Linked DNA regions of Siniperca chuatsi: region 2 is linked to region 1. Evidence: chromatin contacts called from public Hi-C data. All regions are on one chromosome and are shown on one strand. Each heading gives the region's core, a stretch centred on a gene start, on an enhancer-like site or on the middle of the called end of the contact. The rest is flanking DNA. Distances are from core to core; before and after follow the strand shown.

Region 1 (4,082 bases), core at 1,157-3,656:
CAAGAGAAGAAAAATAGTAATAAAATCAAAAGAAAGAAAGCACAAATGTTGCTGTAGCAGTCTTATGTTATCATATTACAAGTTTTCCTTAATCTCACACATGGGCCCATTGTCAAGTGGGTAACCACTAACCACCGTCCCTTTCACAGTATTCCATGGACAGCTACAATTATTCAGACAGCAACACAAAAATGATGATGCAGACAATGGAAAATATAATATATACCCATACACATGTCTGTCTTAAGCTTACATTTGCCTTCCATTAACCAGAAAACACTTAAGTCATTGTATTTAAGGAAGAATTCTAAGTATTTGCAAGCGCTCAGTTCTTAATGACACTGTAAGTATGTGTTATTTAGTGCAGGAGCATTACAAAGGTCCACCAGTTAAGTACTGATGATTCATGCATGGGGGTTGCTAACTAGTAACTATCTGTGGGTGACGGCTGGACGTGGCATTCACATGAAACTGCCCATTGAGCCAGTTAGGCTAGCTAATGTAGTTTAGCCTGAGCAGGGACAATGTGGATCTAAAGCCGCAGACTATCTGCTCTTTGCTTGGGTGAGAGCAGGAGTTAAAGGCCGCTTAAAGGTAAGTTAGGTCAGGGCTAGAGAATGTGTCACCTGTCGTGGAGCCCGGTAGATTTATGATGGCACAGCCTGATACCCACTGCAGGGTCCAAAGACGGGTCAGAACATCATTTTACACGAAGAGGAATGCCCACCCAGCTTTCGGCACAATGTACTGTGTACTGATAACTGTGTTAGACCACATAGACAGTGCTGGCACCAATGATGAGACAGATACACAGTCTGCTACAGGTAGAGAGCAAGAGTTAGGCAGGTTTTTAAGTATTTATAACAATTTGTAATTCTTTAACTGTTGGGTTTTTACAGTGAATTGACCTTGACTCTGTTTGGGATTTAATCAAATTATAGTGTGTTCCGAACAGTTTTGTCTCAGTAATATAATTTGCTACACCTTCTTACATTATATTTATGATATTTGACTTAATTTTGGTTTTCTTATGAGTTATTACAGCATCAAAGGAGCCCGACAGGCTTTACAACCTGGATTTAGCTCCAGACTCAGTGCTCGCAGACAAGGTCACTTTAACTCGGCTCAACATTAAAAATGTCCTGCGCTCTGGAAAAATGAGTTGACGTTCATGTGGCACTTAGATTTAAAAAAAAAACACTGGATTAAACAGACCTCTGTGGGACTGCTAGATCAGAACTGAACCACACCTCATCCACTGTGTCTGAGTGCAGAGCGGCTGTCTTATAGCACCCCTAACAGGCCAGAAGCTATCATGACACCCTAACCTCTCTTTATTGTATTTAAGTCAGTGCTTCCCTTAAAGTCAGGCATTGTCTACTTGTGACTCTTCCTCACAGGCCTTTGGGAATGAGAATGATTTTTCCTTTTCAGAATGTTTCATTTGAAGGATTTCAAGAGGCCTGAGGTAAAAATATCCCAAATATTTCACAAAAAAACAATGGCTCTAACACAGACCTTGTATAAAGTAAGAAAATTTCTATAATCACGCAGCTGCAAATTCCTTACTGGTGGAGGAGTGACACGGACTCTGTGTGTGTTCTGTGCTTTAATGGAGCAGCTTATTGAGGCTTGGACTTCTGTCTGGAATCAAAGATTTAACTTCCAAGTCGGGATTGGTCGACTGAACTACAAGACTTTGCTTCATTTTGTATGACATTTGTTACATGATATGTATTTTATAGACTCCTAGCAGTCGAGTCAAACCCATGGCCTCGGCCTGTTAAGATTTACATTTTTGGAAAAGCTGAGTAAATTGATAAAGGTAAAGAAATGGTTTTGTAGGAAACAAATGTTTGATAAAGTAATGTATTGAAAAAATATCATTTTGGTTTTTTGGTACTGGCAATAGTATCAGTGTGGTCTGTGAAACCAACATGAATGCATTTTACTCAAACAGGATTCTAGAAAGAAGCAGCAGAAATACTTGAGACATGTAGTTTTATATAGTCCATAGTGTGTGTGTGTGTGTGTGTGTGTGTGTGTGTGTGTGTGTCCTCATCTGATCCATCATCTCTTCCTGCAGTTACACTAAATGGTTCTGTGCTTTGTTTCTTTTGGCTCGACAGTCCAGCTGCTGTCAAGGATCAGTTTATCTGCTTAGTTTCTTCGTACTAGCGCTACGTGTGTGTGTGTGTGTGTGTGTGTGTGTGTTTCTATCCATTAGTGTGTGTGCGTGCCAACCTTCTGTCTTTCTGTCCATGCTCTAATAAGAGATCCCAGAGGAAAGGCTATTTATTTTACAGCTGACAGAAGCTCAAAGGGCATTATTTCCACTCCACAGATACTGTGGAGTGTTACAGTAGAGGCTGAGCTCTTCATACTGCTGCGTACTACATACTACATAAATACTGTCAAAAACCTGTTCTGCCTGCTTTATAAATGGCATTGATCCAGGCTCTTCTCACTTAGTGTCAAGTGTTTCCAGAGAGACAGAAGTGAAGCGCTCTGATAAAAAGAATTTGCCACCTCTCAGGCAATAAATCAACAGCAACAGCAAGGTCTTCATCTACTATGTTAATATTATGTTAGCTAATGTGGGTCTCTGCAGTATAATACACATGTTTGGGGGTTTAAGTTACTACTTGATATTTAATGTGCTGCTGTGTGCAGTGGTAGAACAAGAACTCAAACCAAAACTATTTATCCCACAGAATAATACTCCTTCAAAGATCCTGCATTTAAAGGTAGAGTTATTCAGTCAAATGAGGACTAGTTTGTTTCACAATGTTACATTACTGTTACATTAGATGAAATTTAACAAATGTCACTGGGCCAGTGATTCTATACGCTGCTTTTGTTTCAATTAAAGGGGAAATTAACGTGAAACAAGTATGACAATGTTTGCTTTCACTCACGTTGAATGAGGAAGGTGTGTGCACTCTCTCCAATATACAAAAATAAAAAGATTTGTGGGATAAAGTGCACTTATTTAAGAATACAACACATTTTTATCTGGCATACTGGCTACCATAAACTCTGACAGTGCATCATAAGTTGTTCGGTCATATTTTACATGTAAACCCTGCAAAGAAATGAGTAACTAAAGTTACAATACTGACTGAAATGCATCCATAGCAGAGTATCAAAACTGGGAAGTACTAAAAGCTTGCATCAAATGTCTGCTCACGTTCACAATCTTGTTAAATTCTTTGGTCAGATAGTTCCTAATTTAGATCACAATTTTGCTAATTTCATTTTATATCGACTTCTGAGTCACATCATTGTCCTCCATATCTACCTATAGATCCAAAGTGACAGAGCATGGGCAGCTGTACAGGTTGTTGGTGGTCCACTTAAATAACAACTATTTAATCAGCAAATGTTTTCAGTGTGAAAAACATTTAGTTAACTGCTCCCGGCCACCGTTACGGCAGCTTCCGTGTCGACTGAAAATGATGTCAGCAGGACGAATGCGCAAGTCACTACTGATTGGTTAGGGCGACAGACCAAAACTAGACCACACCCATTTTCAAACTCTGCCTTCATCTTGATCTCAACTACGCACCTGTCAATTTTCGTGACTGCGTCTTGCACGGTCGTGACGCTATTGCGTTGACAAAATCTGTCCACACACATTTAAAACCGCTACTGTGGTAGTTCCCGCTACAGTAGGTGTCTCCAGGACCACATTTAGCCATGATGACACACACACACACACACACACACACTGGTAATAACAGAAATCGGCTATCGTCAGGCTGAATGAATGAAGAGAAATGAAATGGCAATTCATTCTAGTATCTAGTACAGCTGCTTGTGTACGGAAAAAAGTTTATAGAAAAACATGTTAACATTTTCCAAGTAAGGTATCACAAAAAGTATCATTTTGGCATAGGTACCAAAACACACATTGTATCAGTGTTTCACACCCAACCTTACAACTAGAGCAGAAATATAAAGAAAATGGGGGGAAAAAATCAACCAAAGTATGGTACTTCAAACTGTGCTTAACTAAATTACTGGAATAGATGTAGTTAGTGTAGTTTCCTCTTCCTCAGTTCAGGCTTCTTATATGCACT
Region 2 (4,473 bases), core at 1,655-4,154, 100 kb before region 1:
TGTTTTAGCAGCTAGTGTACAAAAAATCAACATACTTTACTGTTTTATACTAAGAGGAAATTATGCAATACATATCAGACATAAATCAAACTGCGACTCCGGAATGTCGCTGCCAATTAGACTTAGACAAGAATTAATACTAATTGTTTTGTTTTCAAATATCTTTCTGGAACTGTCTTACAACCACCCAAAATGTATTTTTTCCCACCTGCTAGCAACTCCACAAAAGACTCAGAGCCTGCTTAGAATTAGTTTGTAGTATGGATTTGGGTCATGCTTACCATCTCAACCTCATGTACAACCACCTGTTATCGTGTGACCAAAGTTCCATGCTTAGGTGACGAGATGAGACCTGAGTTATTATCTCCATAACAACTGAGCAAACTCCATCTGCTGATGTAGACTAGGGGAGACGACATCAGATCCAATACCAAGTAATACCAGGTCCAGAATCATCACACCAATACTGATATTGATACCAATACTTTGTATTATTGAAAACAGCTAATGTACTATCATGTTTAATATTGTGAGTGATTTGCCAAACATTGTAGGGGGGGAGCACAATGCAAATTCCACAATCACAGATCCAGACTCTGCAGCTCAGGAGGCAGAAATACCTGAAAGTGACAGGAGAGAGGAGAGAGACGAGACAGCACAAAACTCTGAGAGAGAGAACATGTCGAGTTAGTCGTTAGCAGTGAGCCTGCAGCACTATTAACAAGATGATCAATCTGGGAGGAGCTGAAACTAGCATAGGAGTCCTCTGTTATATTCAGACATAACACTGAATTAAATGCAGATGGGATCGCTTCCTTAAGTTTAGCTACAGCACTATCAGATAGACATCTGGTGTAGGAGTTTTTGCCTAATGGTGTGTAGTCCAGTAATAGGAGTTCAAAATGGATTAAATAATGGTCCGATAATGAAGGATTATGTGGAAAGACTATTAAATGTTCGATTTCAATGCCATATACCAGATTGCCCGGAGCTGCCGGGAGACGGCTAACAGGAGCTACCTCTGGTCGGTCCGCACCGGCTACTGGAGGCTGGCTAACTACAGTAGTTCCCATGGTGCGGAACAGCGTTTCCAATTCACATTCCAAGTTTCGCATATAAACTACATTTATTACATGTACCATTATCACTAAAGGAGGCAGAGGAATAGCTAAACATTAGACACACCGAGCAAGAGAGAGCAGGAGAGTGAGAGGAGAGAGAGAAGCCATTGCTAGCTGCTAAGCTACAGAACGGCAGCTAGCAAAAATGAATTTATAGCAGATAGTTAGTCACTGTAATGAAGAATCGAACAAAATTAACTGATGCGCTAGAGCAGCTGTCGCTAGTATCGATACTCAAAACAAGACTTAGTATTGGTAGCATCAATACTGTGCAACCCTAATGAAGACTGTGTAGTCCATGAAAGCTCCAGAAAAAGCTAGTAAGGGGAAGTTGAGTGTGATTTTTTTCCCTTCTTGTCAAAGGCCCTCATTACACAGTGGTTCTCAAACGGTGGGGCAGAGCCCGGGCGTACAGCCACTGTAGGGGGAGCATGCATGACCAGGGAGAAAAATGTTTATTGGAAATAAAACAAACTGTATAGATTTAAATTACAGTCTGAAACTTATTGTTTCCATTGTAATTCTTGGAGGAAAACAATCAAGACTAGAGTCTCTTTCTTTCAGTTAGATACGTTTTTTTCTGACTTTACTGGATGGTGTCGATCTCATCAACAAAACCAAAAACAGCAGTGGGTGGTGGGACCTTGTGTTTATGACAATGCGGTTCGGCGGGTTTTTGACAGGCTCGAGAGGTGCCTCACATTCTCAGCTCCAATTCCAGACGTATGGTAGTAGGTCAACGCTGCTGCCTCTAGATGGAGCCCCTGTGTAGCATTTTCAACGAGGAAGCGCTGAGAAGAAATTCATTTGTATCAAGTTAGACACCGCATACCAAGAAAACAACGGATGTTAAGTTATTTTACCTCCAAAATAAAATAAAATAAAGTATTTGAGTTTGCCACATGGAGAAAAGTGTTTGGTACATCATTTAGTGACCAAGTACCAGGTAAATAACATGATTAAAAATAAAATTAATTTTAAATATTTATATATACATAGTAGTGCACAAGCTCAAAGTACGCAATTGTACAAAACTTTTACGTCCACGTGATTATACATTTTATTTGAAGATGTATTTTTCCGTAGTTGACAACATGATATAACGATGATGAAGATGAATACATTTTGAATATTAGTGTCTTTTTATAACTGCTTTTCAATATAATATAAGTAAGGAATATGGAATGCATGCATTTTCTTGAATGTGTTTGACTTGGAAATAAAGATCTTGAACTTCTGTATAAAATGTTAACAATAGCAGATTCTAATAGTGTTACTTACGTAATCAGCATTAAACTCATCATGATACAGCTGTGGTAGAGAACTACAAAATATGTTCCACCATGATAAGTACATTTATAATTCTCAGGTCCATGTAAAAAAACAAAGTTGAGGTGCTCTAAAGGTAAAAACCTCTGACTCGATCGATAAAAAGTTGACTAGTTTTCATTTTGTCAGATGTTCCTGATACTTTTCTGTGGGCAACACACTCTTCCTTTAATGTTATATTTAGTTTTGCAGCATTTTAAATTACCAAAAAAAAGTAGCAAAATGAATTTTAAACAAACATAACTTGTGTATTTTACACGATAGAAGGCTTTACAAGGGGCTTGACAAAAACACAAAGGAAGAACAAAGTTCAGATTTCCCCTTAAAATATATCCCAAATTCAACTAAATGTGCCTAAGAGACAGACCATAGAAAATGCGTGTTATTTAGGGTTTTATTTTGAAATTTCACCACCGGATGAGTGATAGTCTATAATTGGTCTCTCTTGACTGCGGCCAACTAATGCTAGTGTCAGTGTCGAGACAAACACAACAGCAGGTCGCGACGTCCCAGTCAACTCCAGGAGTAACCGGGGTCTGCGAACAGAATCCGGCAAGAGCGGCGTTCACGAGTCATTACTAAATCGTCCCTAAGTTTGCTTTTGTTTTCTACTCCAAAACGCGACAAGTGGCACTTTGGGACACAGGGGAAAGGATTTGTGGAGAGTATTAAAGCGACTGAGGCTTTCAGTTTCCCAAGTCGATCTCCTCTGCTCACCTTAACATGGCTTCAACGACCTGCACCAGGTTTACCGATGAGTACCAGCTGTACGAGGAGCTGGGGAAGTAAGTTCTCTTCATTTTATAACACTTTTTATTCGACATTTTCATTGAAAGTCAAGCTTAATTGCCCTTTGCTTTTATTATTGGTGTTTAGATTGACCGAAACCTCAGAGACCTCCGCCTACCTGTGTCTACCTTGATATGTTGAGTTAGCGGGTGTGGGTAGGACGTCACTCCAACTCCCATTCAGAAATCTTGTACTTGTACCTTGGTTATCAACGAAGGGCGCGAACGTGAAAAATATTAGACTCCTTATTTAACCCCGAGGTCTTATATTTTATACTTCCTTTAATCTCATTTTTCTCTCAACTTTTTGAATCGTTTGTCCCTGCTCGCTAACGCCCATTAGCGTGTATTTTGGAGGAAGAATGATTTGATAATGCCTGGCGTACCAATTGAAAAAAGTTTAAAGTTTTAAAAGAAACACTGCTGAGTGCCTTGGAATGCATGCCGAATATAAAAGTGGCACATGCTAATTTGTCATTAATCTTAAATCATGCTCCAGCGAGCATATACCTCTGGCAACGTGTCAGGCAAGTAAAAATATCAGAAATGTGGATGAAATTTGGTGTTGGTGTTAGGTCAGCGGGGAACCGGTCACCCATCTCGTTCTCAATCAGCTGTGGTGACATAAAGCCCACCTTAAGCTAGACTATGATGAAAACCTTATGTATATAAGAAACTGAATGTGTGTCTTAGTAATTTGGACTGTGTTTGCACAAGTTTCCGCCCTTTTTGCAATATGCGAAGGGTTAATATTAACAGCGCATTCAAATTCACAGCAATTTTGCTTCTCCTACGATGTCAAGGACTGATTTTTGTGCACCTACACGTTACATATACCCAGGGCCGTTAGTTGGAGTTGACCAGGTCTGGGGCTAAGGCCAGCGCCGACATTTTATTGGGTCGTCCCTGCTGTTCTGCCTGCAACACTACTGCCTAAATTACATTTCATTTTTCTGACTACTGCTTTTTGCTGTGTCGGATGCCTGTTCTCTCGTGTTGCTGGCTGACCTGAGAAATGATAACAAATACTAACATTAATAATGACATTTAATATAGGCTACACTAGCTACCTTTCTGAAGACCTAGAGTCTGCTCTGGACTACAGTTCTACTACTTACTAGCGTGCTATTTAGTTTTCACTATATTTTGTGGTGGTCAATGACAAAATGAACAAACTCAAAATTTGTAATACTGCACTCATTACACTCTGAGACGGACGGTGGCCAGTTTGACAG

Evidence for each region. A called contact is a pair of places that touch in the nucleus more often than the background predicts.
Region 2: a Hi-C map of liver shows a contact between it and region 1, with 2.8 times the contacts expected there. The contact joins the promoter of camk2d1 here to the enhancer-like site in region 1. A contact is called at or near these places in 3 of 3 Hi-C or Micro-C datasets (liver, skeletal muscle and an unstated tissue).

What each region holds. Positions count from the first base shown.
Region 1 is chrLG22:3,699,320-3,703,401 of ASM2008510v1, reverse strand. The region is part of intron 14 of camk2d1 (calcium/calmodulin-dependent protein kinase type II delta 1 chain); the gene reads left to right. Among protein-coding and RNA genes, the nearest start is that of camk2d1, 99 kb to the left of the region's middle. Within about 2 kb of position 2,406, the one cell type or tissue checked has an H3K27ac peak away from gene starts, as active enhancers do. A contact at or near this core is called in liver, where this site is marked.
Region 2 is chrLG22:3,799,213-3,803,685 of ASM2008510v1, reverse strand. It overlaps camk2d1 (calcium/calmodulin-dependent protein kinase type II delta 1 chain), which reads left to right and starts at 2,904. Exons shown (of 18, transcript XM_044183262.1): 1 at 2,904-3,235. The coding sequence starts at 3,174.